Linked DNA regions of Danio rerio: all the other regions are linked to region 2. The links are chromatin contacts, called in public HiCAR-type and Micro-C maps. All regions are on one chromosome and are shown on one strand. The core of a region is the stretch at or near the end of the contact, and the rest is flanking DNA. Distances in the headings are between cores, read along the strand shown. Region 1 holds the start of lbr (lamin B receptor). Region 2 holds the start of enah (ENAH actin regulator). Region 3 holds the start of LOC137488716.

Evidence for each region. A called contact is a pair of places that touch in the nucleus more often than the background predicts. HiCAR-type assays count read pairs that join an accessible place to other places.
Region 1: a Micro-C map of caudal fin shows a contact between it and region 2, with 6 times the contacts expected there. The contact joins the promoter of lbr here to the promoter of enah in region 2. A contact is called at or near these places in 2 of 18 Hi-C or Micro-C datasets (caudal fin and an unstated tissue) and 2 of 4 datasets of contacts at active chromatin or transcription factors (caudal fin and embryo).
Region 3: a HiCAR-type map of caudal fin shows a contact between it and region 2, with 6 times the contacts expected there. The contact joins the promoter of LOC137488716 here to the promoter of enah in region 2. A contact is called at or near these places in 2 of 4 datasets of contacts at active chromatin or transcription factors (caudal fin and embryo).

The regions. Positions count from the first base shown.
Region 1 is chr20:39,686,359-39,690,848 of GRCz12tu, reverse strand. lbr (lamin B receptor) reads left to right here and starts at 2,384. Exons shown (of 14, transcript NM_001002720.1): 1 at 2,384-2,458. It overlaps LOC141379378 (a long non-coding RNA gene), which reads right to left and starts at 2,161. Exons shown (of 2, transcript XR_012395966.1): 1 at 2,034-2,161; 2 at 1-1,821.
Region 2 is chr20:39,882,722-39,887,575 of GRCz12tu, reverse strand. enah (ENAH actin regulator) reads left to right here and starts at 1,471. Exons shown (of 13, transcript NM_001013521.2): 1 at 1,471-1,781. The coding sequence starts at 1,777.
Region 3 is chr20:39,742,420-39,747,308 of GRCz12tu, reverse strand. LOC137488716 reads right to left here and starts at 1,565. Exons shown (of 4, transcript XM_073933542.1): 1 at 1-1,565. The region is part of intron 4 of enah (ENAH actin regulator); the gene reads left to right.

The sequences.
Region 1 (4,490 bases), core at 1,135-3,634, 200 kb after region 2:
GTACCCTAAAGGTACTAATGTCCACCTATATGGTACAAAAGTGTACTTTTTGAAAAGGTACCACCCCAGACACAGATTTGGCACCTTTATTTTTGAGAGTGTAGAATCTACATTAAACAATTTTACTTTACTAATGATCTAAATGTTTGACGAAATCAACAAATAATAAATGTATAATACATATAAATACTTATGGCTCTCTCTCTCTTTCTGCGATTTATAAGGATGAACCTTAATAAAATGGGAATGGTTGGTGATATTAACGTCCTGTTTGTGGCACATTAGAATATGTGAGGGGGCTTGTAAATAACTCATGAAAGAATAAAGTTACGTTTAAAACCAAGTACACCATTGTTTTTCTTGTGAAATTCCCAACAAGTTTATTAAGGCGTATTCATATAAACATATAAATGGCCCACCGTGTGTGTGCGTATATAAGTTTATAGTATTCAAGCTATTTGGTTTCAAAACCAAATTCCTAAAAAACTTTAAGTTGACTTAATTTATGGTCTTAGTATGTGTATAGTGTTTCACCTACTATGAAAGTCAGTGGTTACAGGTTCTTCAAAATATCTTATTTAATGTTAAACAGAAGAATGAAACTCAGAAAGGTTTGGAACCACTTTAGGAAAGTACCTATAAATATAAAATGTTCCATTGACATTCAGCATAAGATACATTTCTGTAAAAATTAAACTGTTATTCTGACCTGTATGAATTAAAATATGTGAGCAATTACAAAATTACTATATTTTAAATTAGAAATTTGCAGACAAATGGGTTTGACATAATGATTTAGAAAAAAGCATAAAGTTTTAAATTTACAGTATTTTTTTAGCTGCTTTGATGTCCTGAAATTAACATCATCCAATGATTATTGTTCTTTATGCCAAGATGAGTTTTTTTGTAAATATGTTATTAAATTGAATGCATGTATAGTGGATGTCTGTTGTTTTTTTATGCACACTGTGTTTATAGTCTTTGATAAAACATATTTGAGTCAATATCTACTCAAATCTAGATCTTTTGATTTTGGAATTGTAAAACACAGCTTATGCAAACGCTGCCACTTTTGTGTCTGCTGTGCTGTTGCACGGCTAAGCTGTATCAAACAGGAAGAAGGCAGCACTGAGCAAACACTGCAACAAAAGCTGAATATTACTCAAACAGCCACTGCACTGAACACACTTCTTAAACGCAGCTCAAACAATCTTACTGGTTCAGAAAGCAGCTACTAGAAAATGTGCACAACTCCAGACTGAGCACATAAATGCACTGCTAAAGTTCAGCTAAGGTCAAATGCAGCAATGCAATTTTGCTAAAACGGAAACTGAGTAAGACTTAGAGTAAGTATTAGACACCTACTCTTAAACATAACCAACAAAAAGCTGGTTGGATTAGTTGATAAGACTGCAAGCTGAATGTATTTGGTTATTGTTAAAATACATTGCTAGTTACTATTTAATTATTCTAGATTTAGATTTCTATCAATCATAGCACTATAATTAATTGAATATTGTAATATTAACTTATACACAGGTAACTTAAATCATAGCAGTTTACTCTGTGCTCACAACTAACTGTTATTTACCTTACTAATGCAAGTTGAAATGTGTTTAATATAATTATTACCTGTTTCAAAGTGGCCTTAATTTTCATTTGAAGCTAATTTTTAATTGTTTTAACAGTAGTTGACAAGTTTGTATTATATTCAAACCACAAAACAAGAGTGTGGTTGTGTTCAGCAGAAGTACCTGTCAGTCAAGATGAATTACAAGTTAACAATAGGAGGGTAAAAGCATGTTTCGGAACGGCTGTAACCTGTAAAAGATACAATAATAAATACAAATATATATTAAAAATATGTAGCGGAAGATTTTGTCGACCTGTTTTGGTCATTTTGTATTAACAACCATTGCCCTCCACAGTATAACAAAGAGCATAGAATCTCTCAAGTCATTTAAAGCTCTTTGGTATAAGTATGAAAAACAAGCTATTAACTTAAATTTCGGTTATTTGAGCGTTTCACTGACCCTTCTCGTGCCTTTACCCATTAATTACCAACTATATTTGACTTAAAAACTTATGGCATTTATAAGTGTGACGTCGTCTGTCTGTCCTGTCCCTCTCTCTTCTTCTCATATCTCACCGATCAACTGTCTCGCCTGAAGAGGACTCCATTTTGTAAACCTCGATTCTCTTCAAGCTCAAATGCCTCGCCTCCAATCAACGCTCACGCAAAGCCCTCCTTCGACCAATCAGAAAATTCAGAAATTTAAAAACAGGTCGCCCCACCCAATCACAGCGCTTCCCGCCCTCAAAACGCTGGTAGGTTGAGCAGTCACAGAGGGAGGAACGAGTTCAGAGCGGGGGCCAGCGTTTTAAAACAATATTCTTTATTTTATGAACTTCCACGGATAAGCTTTAGTGATTTTTAGGAAAATAAGGTCGACTGAAGGTAAGAAAGTTTTATAAATTGACTTTGCGTGCTTAAAGTTTTTGTCTGGGAATGTATTTATAGGGATTGCGTAGTTAACGGTACAGAAATACATTCAGCGCTCAGTCCGACCCAACTCTCTTTCTGAAGTACACATAACATGTTGCTTGTCTTTCTGCATATCTCTATATGAAAGATACAGTTTAGAAAACATTATGTTTTCTATTATGTGTAATTCTCAAAGCTGTTATTTGTTGTTTTGGTATTTGACTTGAATTGAAACTCCGGTTTCCAGCCGAGTCGTTGCACAGGAAACTTGGGCACGGCGCGCATTTACTGCTCCTCCATCACAGCTCGTCTGTTTTACCACACTAATACAACTTTATACTGTTTTATCAACTAGTTTTGAATTCATAATTTATATCGAACCTTTCAGTTTCATTACGTTGTTTGTGCACGAAAGTGCACGTGACTCTCTCCACTCTTGTGTAAAATAATCGCACATAAAGATCATTTTACTCTGCTTTGACAGTAAATATGTGTTAAATACACTATACGTTCATTGTAATAACTGTTTTTGTTCCCATAGTTCATTGATTCTCGTTTAATGTTGCTGTTTACGAGTCTCTCTCACATGCAGACTGACAATGGTTTTGAATACATGACGTTTTCCCTCCATTCCGGTGTCATTCTTCTGCTGTGTTAAAGGAGCAGCATGGCAATCCACACTAGAGCCTCTAGATCACATTTAAACTACACAAAAGCTTAACACAAACAGCTTAAATTTCCATATTGACTTTTTATGAAATATGTAGGATTTATATCCAATCTTCAAATATATAAGATGTGGTGTTCTGTTGTAGTGTTTTTTGAAGTAAGATTAAAAATGAAAACCGTGACCATTGTTGTCTGAAATACTATTGCTTTAAAAGATTTAAGTAGTAGTAGTAGTAGTAGTTGAGTTGTAGTAGTAGTTTTGAATAGCTGCTGGCAGTGATAGTAAGCGCGCGCGTGTCGTCGTGTGCCCACATATTTGCATAACAAAACCAGGCAGACTCCGCCCACTCACATTCTCAGTTTAAATCTTTTGCTCTGTGGTTTCACCTAAACTCCCTGAAGCACATGGGATATCTGGATTTCTGCAGGACTTCAACTCAGTGCTGGGTGTGTGTCAGTGAGCTCTGGATCAGGAATGTCTGGAATGTGCTTCATTGGATTAGATGGTTTTAGGGTTGAAGGCTTATGTTTTTATGGCCTTTCTCTCCATATGGCTTTAATATGAAGTTCGGGGTGTTTCCTGTATGGTGTGTCTGCTAAAAGGGTATCTTCTAGATGTGTGAGCAGTTGTAATTATGATTCTGGCTTCATTTTGACAAATTTAATGTGTTGGTGGTAGGGCTGGGCCGATAAACGATATTATATCAAATTGCGATAATTTATGTGTTGATAACTATGATTAGCCTTGGGCTTTTTTACTCTATATTGATCTAAGAGCCAATCACACAGCAGGAATGTACAGCAATGGAAATCTAGAAGTGTGTTGATATAATTTCCTCTGCTAAAAATTGGTTATGCTATTTAATTGACGCTTTCATTTTTGCGGCTTCAGTCATTGTTGGGATACTCTTGAACCTGTTAGCATTAACAACTAAATATATTGTTATTGTTCAATATGGAAAATAATTAATCGAGGTTGCATTTTTGCCATATCGCCCAGCCCTAGTTAGTGGTAAGGAAACTGTTTCATGTATTGGTGTTTGGTTTTTGCTCTGTGAATTTTTAATATCTGAATTTTAGAATGTTCACATGTGTGTTATGATGAATTGCTGTCTTTTAATGGTAGACTGGTGTTTTTTTATATTTAGAGATTGTTTAGCCTTTTATTTTTCATTTTACATTACAGATGTTTTGTTGAAATATGTCATAAGGGATATTCAGAAAATTATTTCAGTTACATTTTAAGCTTTTATTATACTGGAATAATAATAATAGATTTTTAAAATTATTTTTGGTGGGTTTATTTTCTATTATTATATTCTGCATAATTTTGCAG
Region 2 (4,854 bases), core at 222-2,721:
CATTCGTTTTCCAAATGGGGTGTACTCTATGTTGAGCACTGTATATGTGTGTGTCACATATACATAATAAAAATGTACAATACACATATTTTATGTCAAAACAAAGTTTTATTTTGGGTGCGATTAATCTTTTTTTATTGACTTTAATAACAAACATACAAAATCCGATCTTGCACAAAAAAGACAATAATAGTAACAATAATATTATAAACACTAATAAAACAGTAAAAAAGGGAAAAAGCGAAAGAAAAATTTTACAGAGATACATAAATAACCATTTATATAAATATCTGTGATATTTTAAAATTAATTATCATAATAATCCAAGAATCTATCACTTTTCTTGTTTTTAACTATTCTAAGAGATTTAAAAAAAAAACATCAATTTCAATTAAAAAAATGTGAAAAAGACGGCTGCAAATTCGAGAGTTTTTGTGTGTGAATAAAATATTTTCCATACAAAATTAAATAGTTCATAATGTAGTTCTTTAATATATATCAGTTTTGCCTTTATAGTAACAAATAATATCTTGTAGTTGAAAATGGCTGGAAGAAGCAATGTAATTACCTATATGGAGATATAAGCTATACCAAAAGCTTTTTGTGTTTTTACACTGAAAAAATATGTGAATCAGGGTTTCGTCTTCAGTTTTACAAAATGAGCTTGTACTATCAACCTCCTTATACTTTAACCAAGTATTCACTGGATATATTTTATGAAGAATTTTAAAATAAAGCTCCTCTGTTTTTTATTGGAAATGCAGTACTTATCAGATAATAGCCAGGCTTTTCTCCCAAGCCTATTAGGTCAATGAAGGATGACCTTTAAAATTTGCCCTTAGGAACAATATACTTTTTATTTTGGAAAATGTGTTGAATATATTTATTCAAATACACTAATTCCATTTAAGTTCAGCTCTGGTTCTTAAATAACATTTTCCTTAAAATTTAAATGAGATTTTAAAGGTTGATGTAGGCATAAAGGAATTGCTTTTTGCACAGCCCTAAATTCTTTAAAAGGAAATGAGAAAATATAATTAGACAAATTGTTCATAAGACAAGACTTATCAAAATTGAGAGAATCACAATTATTTATCTGTTAAATCGTGTTAATAAAAAATAGAGTTATTTCTAATTCTAATAGTAAAGTTGTTCCATAAAATGCATTTATGTGGTGAAGAATTGTGTGAATAACACAATTTTTAGAAAAGAAAAACCTGCAGATGAAATTTTCACAGCGCAATTGTAAATTTATTAGATAGATTATTACATTTTAAAATAAAAGGAAAGCCTGCAGTTTTGTAAAAATATAATGCGATTAATCTTTGCTCAGCACTGACACAAATATGTCACGTATATGCCTGCCTATCTGTCTAAATCCCTGTCCAGTTATCAAATGGGGGCGTGACCTGTGCGTGTCTTGCGTGATGACGTCGCGCAGAAAAGCTCTGCGTCGCTGCTGTGGCTGTAGAAGGGGATCCCAGCGGCACGTTGCCGCTATTAGAAGATCAGGCGCTTGCAAGACCAAACAGAAAATTGCATTCTCACTTACATTTTTTTTCTTCCGTGCTGCAGCATCCACACACAGGGGTGCAATGCGGTAGATCATGTAGACCGAGTTCTTTTTTATTTACTTTCATTTTTATTTTTTTACTTTGCGGGATACAAACTCCTCTGGTCCTGCGGCGTTTCATTCATCTCTTCTTGTGATCAAGTGCGAACTTTGAAAACTCTCTAAAAATTATATAACGCCGAATATATAGCGCGGAATTCATCATGAGGTAAGAAAAATCAGCTTTAATCTTCCCCCGCAGCCATTCGAGATTGTTATAAATACATGCAGATAGGATGTTTAAGGATTTTTTGGTGCGTGTGTGCTATTTGCGCACTGCCTATAAATAATTCATACACAAACAATGGATGTTTTTCATGATATAGGATGTCCTAGAATTAAAAAAGGCAATTAATCGACTGATTGTAGTTTAAATGAATCCATGTAAATGATACAGGTAAATCTATCAATTAGCCAAATTGAGTTACTGCATGTTTTGTATATTTCATATGGGGGTGTGTGTGTGTGGAAAATGCACATTTGTATATCTGCATCTCTCCATATTATGTAAATGGCCATTTGCATAGTCATTATTTTTGTTGCATTGCAGCATGACACTCGAGACATCTTGTTTAGGATGCTTCATGTTCTTGAAGTTGAGTTTATGTGAAAACTTTGACACTTCTGCTCATGTCATGAAGCAAATGAGCATTATTGGGATTTTATGTTAATTTTATATTTATATTTTTATTAATATTTTTCTTCTTTTTTGTCATTCATTTTTAAATAAAATCTGCTCATAGATTGTTTGCTAATGTCAGTTTGACTGATGATCAGATCCATCACACTACATTGTGATGTTAGCATGTTCGCTGTGTCTGGTGATCTGGTTGAGAGCATGTGTTAAAATGTTCAAGCCTTTGGAAGTATTTCCTCCCACACTCCCGCTGAAGACACATGAAGATGGAGCCAGCTGTTGGCAACCTTCACCAGGAGCTGCCCTTAAAGCAGGGTTTGTCTGATATGACATAACCTTCCTTTTAGGTTAAGATTAATCTCTTCTGTATTATTCGGGCCGTCTTCCTACGAACCGCGCTGCTGCATAGTAAAGCACCTCAGATGTACGTGGGTTGCCTCTTGTGTCACAAACAGGATTGTCTCTCGCTCGGGAGGGTGATTGAGCGGAGGCGAATGTTCATGTTTGTTAGCCGTAACAGGTGTGGTTTGTGTGATTTTTAGACCCAGGCTGTTCTCTCTTGCTCATCACGAGCATGTGTTGGGAAGTGTCAAGCTTTTAATGGCGTGACACGACCGTTGACTTTATTATGTGTATGAGGAAGGAACCTAACTGAATTAACAACCTATTTGTGAATGGGTTGCATTGCTCAGCTTGGCTTTGGTTTTACACTACCAGACAAAAGTTTGCATACACTTTGACTGCATGTGTTTCTTATGATGTCAAAGTGCACTGTCAAACAGTATCTGTTCACACTAATCTGCCAAAATGACACACAAAAAAACAACAACAGCAACCAAACTAGCAAAAAAATAAAGCTTTGTTTCCCACACCAGTTAAGTTTTCTCAACGCTCTAAAAAAAAAAAAGCCACACCATAGTTCCACACCATATTTTTTTGTTGAGACAACATAAAGGAATTAAGTGAAAGTATTAGTTTTCAAAAATTTGTGGATTGAGCATAAAACAATTGACTTGTCCCCCCCCCCCCACACACACACACACACAAAAACAACCTTTAGAATTGTTTATGTTGGAGCTCATTTTACATAAGTGGTGTAACATATGTTTTTTGAGTGTAAAGAGCAATTGTTAAGTACTTGCTCATGACCGTAAACACAAACATATGACTTGAGCAGCAATGCCATTTTCAAAATCGTACAATTTTACAGTTGTAATACAGTTAAAAATGCATTCACGAATGACCAAAACACAAAGTTTTTTTTAGTTTTAGTTGAAAACGAGTGTAAATGATCTCCTTTTTGTTTTTTAAATGAACATTTTATTGGTAATGTAATGTAATGTAAATGTAGTTTTGTTACTAAACAAATCTAGCAAGTATCCAGTACTTCACTTTCTAAATTTGCAATGGCTAATGCTAAAGATTGAGTATTAGTATGGCTTCACTGCAAATTCACATTTGTTTAATTAGCGTAGAGACGTTTACAATCTTATTTTTTTGTAAATCACACACTTTTTCAGTTGTTACAGTAAAAATGCAGTTGTCGATTGACCAAAACATAAAGTTTTCTTTGTTTTTAGTTAAAACAAGGGTAAATGAATTACTTTTTATTATTAAATTAGAGTTTTATCGTTACAGTTATTAAAAAGAAACCTGTCAAATATCCAGTACTTCAGTTTTTTCCCTAAATTTGCAATGACTAATGCTGAAGAACGAGTGTTGATCTTATTCTTCACGTATGGGTGGGAGCAGCCATTGAATTCTTTTTGGCTTGAGACATCTGGCCTCATTCACTTCCATCGATTATTATATGTTAAAAATAGCTCGTTGTGCTGCTTGGTGTTGCAAACTGATATTTTCTCATCACATTTTTTTACTTTTTTATGTTTAGTCATGAAACACTTGTTTGTAGATCGAGTAGTTTGACTGTTTTCTGCCGTTTATTATTCCCAGCCATTTCTCCCATAGGCAGCCTAATCGGACGTATTAAAACAAATTGAAAAAATAAGCACACTTCTACAACACAGAATAAGGTCAGTATGTCAAAACATGGCTTTACTGCAAATTCAAATTCACATTTTTGTAATTTGCAGCACATATTGTTTCAATTTTGTTTTCCAAATCGTGCATTTTTGCAGTTGTTAAAGTTATAAATGCAGTTGATGAATGACCAAAAGTTTTTAGTTTTTTTTGTTGCAAATGAGTGTAAATGAACTTTTTGTTTTTTAAATTGCCATTTTATTGGTATAGTTATACAAAGAAATCTAGCAAATATCCAGTACTACACGTTTTCCTCGTAATTTGCTATGACTAATGTTAAAGAATGAGTATGTACCAAAACATGTGACCGGTATGGCATATTTCAGGTTAGTTACTATCTGTAAAATTCTTGTTCCAGAATCTTCAAAATTTCATGAAGGCCAGGTCAATAACACTTCTCTTTGGTTCATAGTTCATGTTTTCAAGTTACTGATAGCTTGACTAAAATAAACTACAGTTATGTGTGTTATGTGTTGACTTTTTACTACTTTACACTGAACTAATTCATATGCTCTGATGTTTTAGCCCAGTCAAGGCATTCATGGTTTTCTACAGGTAAAATTGT
Region 3 (4,889 bases), core at 316-2,815, 140 kb after region 2:
CGCGTTCTATTCTCTAAAACATGTCACTATGGTAACGAGACTACATGCTAAGAAATGTTTTCTTTTAAATACTAATGACTGAGTTTATGTCCAAATGACATAAAATGAATAAAAAAACTTGCTGAATATATAGATTTAAGGGACAAAAGATGTTTTAAACAGAATCCATTAGAAATGAATGTAACTAGACAAAAAAGCACAACAAATGAAAACACCAGAGATTTTTGTAAAACTCAAACCACAAAACTGACATAAATTGACTGAAATAATGTATAATAAATTAATTTGAAGTATTCAGCTTTAATGTGAGCATCCAGCAAGACATACTGCAAATATACATGCCATTCCCATAAGACATAAACACTATTGTCATTAGTGTTTTCGAACACTAAAGGACCAAATCACGTCTTGAGTGCACCATCATTCATTTATTCATTCATTTTGTTTTTGGCTTAGTCCCTTTATTAATCTGGGGTCGTCACAGTAATAAATGTAAAGGATTGTCTTTGAAAAGACAGAATTTTGTTTTTTTTAATAAATAAAAATCAACAAAATAATTCAGAATCAAGCCGTAAGGTGCAGAACAAATGTGTGCAAAAGTGCAGGCAACATACGGTTTAAGTCAAAATTATTAGCCCCCCATTGCATTTTTTTTTCCTTTTTTAAATAGTTCCCAAATGATGTTTAACAGAGCAAGGAAATTTTATGTCTGATAATATTTTTTCTTCTGGAGAAAGTCTTATTTGTTTTATTTCATTTAGAATAAAAGGAGTTTAACACTTTTTAAAACCATTTTAATGTCAAAATTATTAGTCCCTTTAAGCTATTTTTTCACTAGTCTGCAGAACAAACCATCGTTATACAATAACTTGCCTGATTACCCTAACCTGCCTAGTTAACCTAATTAACCCAGTTAAGCCTTTAAATGTCACTTTAAGCTGTATAGAAGTGTTTTGAAAAATATCTAGTAAAATATCATTTACTGTCATCATTGCGCAGATAAAATAAATAAGTTACTAGAAATGAGTTATTAAAACTATTATGTTTAGAAATGAAAAAAATCTTCTCTCCGTTTAGCAGAAATTGGGGAAAAAAATAAACGGGGGCTAATAGTTCAGGGGGCTAATAATTCTGACTTCAACTGTACATTCAAAATGTGAATCAAAAATAGTTTAGTTGATGACACTGAGTGATCAATAAATGAAATACAAAATAGCTATAAATTCAGGAATGTACAGCTAGAATGTTTGTTTAAACTGTAGATAATGCTAAACTGGTGAGACAGTCTATTTAGCTAAATGATTAGGAATGGTGCATCCAAGTATGTGCATTAATTCATTAAAAAAGCCTTCGCCTGCATATCGTTCACTGGCTTCATGTCAAGCACAACACATTCAGCATTTTTGTCATTAATTTTTCTTTCCCTATTTTTTGGCCACGGGTGGTCTCAAATCTACACATAAATATAAATGTTCGCACATAAAATTAACCCTGGGTTAAAAGCGTTGCTAACACCAGTCAAATTACAGGTGTAAAGCTGTTGAAATCCTGTGTTAAAATCAGAGAATGACAAAAAAAAAAAAAAAAAACAGAATAAAACCCTATTGTCATATAACATATAAACACATAAATTTCTTCTTTTTGGCTGGAAATGTTGTGTAAATGGATCCTAAGTTTCTGAGAACGAAGTAAGATAAAGTCACCATTACTTTATTCCTGTGATGCAAACAGGCCTTCATATATTGCAAATAAATAGCGTTGTCAAACTTTCTTTTTCAATCGCTTTTAATGGGCAGAGGGCTCAGTACACAGAAAGCTGATGTCTTCAGCAGAGAACACATGTGCGCTTGTAGAGTTGACATCAGCGTGTGGAAGGTGAGAACATGAACCAGGTGAACCCTCATGCACAAGCAAATGCAGCAGTCTGATGTTAATGTCTGTTGGACTAAGTTCAGTTAAATCACCACTTTAAAGCTCTGAGTTGGCTTTTTTCATGAGCGTGTGTTTATCAAGATTTCTTTGGACTTCAAAAGACGTCAGAGGTTGTTACTCACCCAGGTCTTGTTAATGAAAAGCCTTTCTGCAACCAGTTCCCTAAGGAAGCAGTAGTCAAGGTTAAGTCTGCTTGACTGGAATATACTTGCGCAATGCTCAGTGGCTGCCTGTCAGGCTTTTCTTTCTACTTTTTGCTTTAATGACACCATGGCATTGATGCAACTATTGCATATTTATTGTTTTTTTATTTTTAGTAAGGTACAGCATTTTATGATATATGTAGAATGTAGGCATTTTAATATATAGTCCATATATATGTATGCATATATGTATATGTATAGATTTAGGTATAATAATAATAATAATAATATTATATTATTATTATTATTATTATTATCATTATCATTATTATTGTTGTTACAGGGTGTGACAAATTAAGGCCCTTAAAAAGTATAAAAAAAACTTAATTGCACATAACTTAAATTTTTCAAGCATTTTCCAAAGTGTTTGACTCCAAAAAAGCATAAATATATTTATTTTCCTCCTAATATTAACAACAACATGCTTGATCCATGCGATGAATGCGTGTCCGGCCAAGCTCTTCCGTCCAGGACAGGTGATGTCACATAATTTGCGACAAATGTGGGAAAGTGACGTGACGCTCTCCACATGTAGCTAAACAATAGAGTGAGAATGACAGTAAAATGGGTGAATGTAAGTTTGCATACTCCTGGTTGGAGAAAGACAAGTTTAAACAGTGGCTGCAGTCTGTCCCTGAAAACAACCACGTAATTTATTCTTTCAAGCTTTGTTTCTTCCGAGTTTATCTGAGTTCTGTTGCATGGTTGTGCTCCATTGATTGGAGCACAAATTGATTGGATTTATTTAACTACAACTGTTTATTAACAACTGTTAATAAGTTAAAAGTTTGATACCGAAAAAACTTGAACTGGTGATGAGGTCCTAAAATATTCTGAGAAGGTCTTTTAAAATTTTTTTTAAGCATTGAAATTACCTTTAGGATTGCTGCATATACCCTGTAGTGTTATTATTATTATTATTATGAACTATATAATAAACACAATAAATAATATAATAAACACACACACACACACACACACACACACACACACAGAGAAGTGCGATATGGCTGTATATTGGCACTGACGGGAGGCCTGCGTTGGAAGATGGCTGCAGTCGAGTGCCTTAGCGTCCCACCAGTGATGATATACAGTTATATTACACTGCTACGAGTGTAATATTGCATTTATACAACAGTTTAACGGCATAGTCGTGTATATGAAAAAAGAAATCAAACAGAGTCTAAATATTATTTTGTATGCGGAACTACTTTCTTCTTCCATTCCTTCACATTTGCAGCTGACGTCAGAACAGCAGAAACTGTTGCCAGTTCACCAACATCACTTTAGAGCTAGTATTTGAATGATTCTCCCACGTACTGTCTAAAGTGATGACAAAACAAGTGATTTTGCTCACATTTAAAGAATATAATGCTGAACAGCATGAAATGCCATCAGTCTAGAGAAGCTTCCCAGTATTTCTCTGTTGCAATCGGTATATCACAATAATTAACCCCAAAAAAGCCAAAGCAAACACTACCAGATTACTATGGTATAAATAGGGCACTACAACCGTTTTATGATGATTTGATTAGCTGCTGTTTGAATTACAATGGGTTTTTCTCCTAAGAGCTTATTATCCGGTTTCTGTCGTCACACGTCTTATAAATACACTGCATAATTACAGTCTAAACAACTACATTCTCGCCTTAAAAGCCTCAAAAGTATATTGTTGTCCAACAGCTGCAATGTTTGTCAAACTGTATTGAGTTTATTGATCTGCCATCACTCCATGTGAGCGGAGTGATACAGAAGGGTGAGGAGGCTGTACGAGTGTTGTTATTGCAGAATATTGCATGGCTATCAGCCAATCATCCTCATATAAAAATAGAACTGCATCTTTGTAACAGTTTTTTGTAACTAATAATATAAGCTGAAATTAAACTGCTTGTATATATATCGAAGCATCTTGAAATGTACTACTGTGTATCATTTTGATACATGTATAATGTTTTAGATTTTACTCATTTAATATACTTTTCATTTATTTTGATTAATCTGTTCCTTGGTGACCTTTTTGGTAACATGAGTATAAAAAAACATTACAAAGAGACAAAAAACTTATTTAAAAGCATTATATATATATATATATATATATATATATATATATATATATATATATATATATATATATATATATATATATATATATATATATAGAAAATTCATCTTGCTGCCCTTTTTTTTCTTTAGCTTAACATACGTGCTTCACCATTGACAATAAGAGCATGGTCATTTATTATGTAAAAGCAGTCCGTTGTGAATGTATATTGTGTTTTTTTAATGACTTGGCAAAAACTTTTCCTTGATGGCGAGTATAGGAAAACTCTTGTACAGATCTGCTCCATGAGTGTCTCTCCATCAGTGATTCATCATGAGACGTCCTCTAGAGAGTCTGTGGTGTGCTGTTGAATACTGAACATGATCTCCGGCTTTTGATGGTGACTCAGCAATGCTCGTGTCCTACTTCTTTGCTTTAGAAGAGATGTCAAATTTTCCCAGGCTTCATCTGCAGAGCCCATGCAGCCGGTTAAATATGAAGCACTGGTGTATTGCCTTCATACTGTGAGCCAGGCTTTGGACAGAGCTGCGTGTCCTGCATAACAAACATAATTTGGCTGGCTCTTTTTTGCTTCATACAGACGTGCTCCAGGGCTAAATGAAGCTCCTGAGGAGGGCACACCGCTTCAGTAAACTGTAGGCAAGATACTGATTCATAATCGCGTGTGTGTGTCAAGTACCACTGTAATAAAT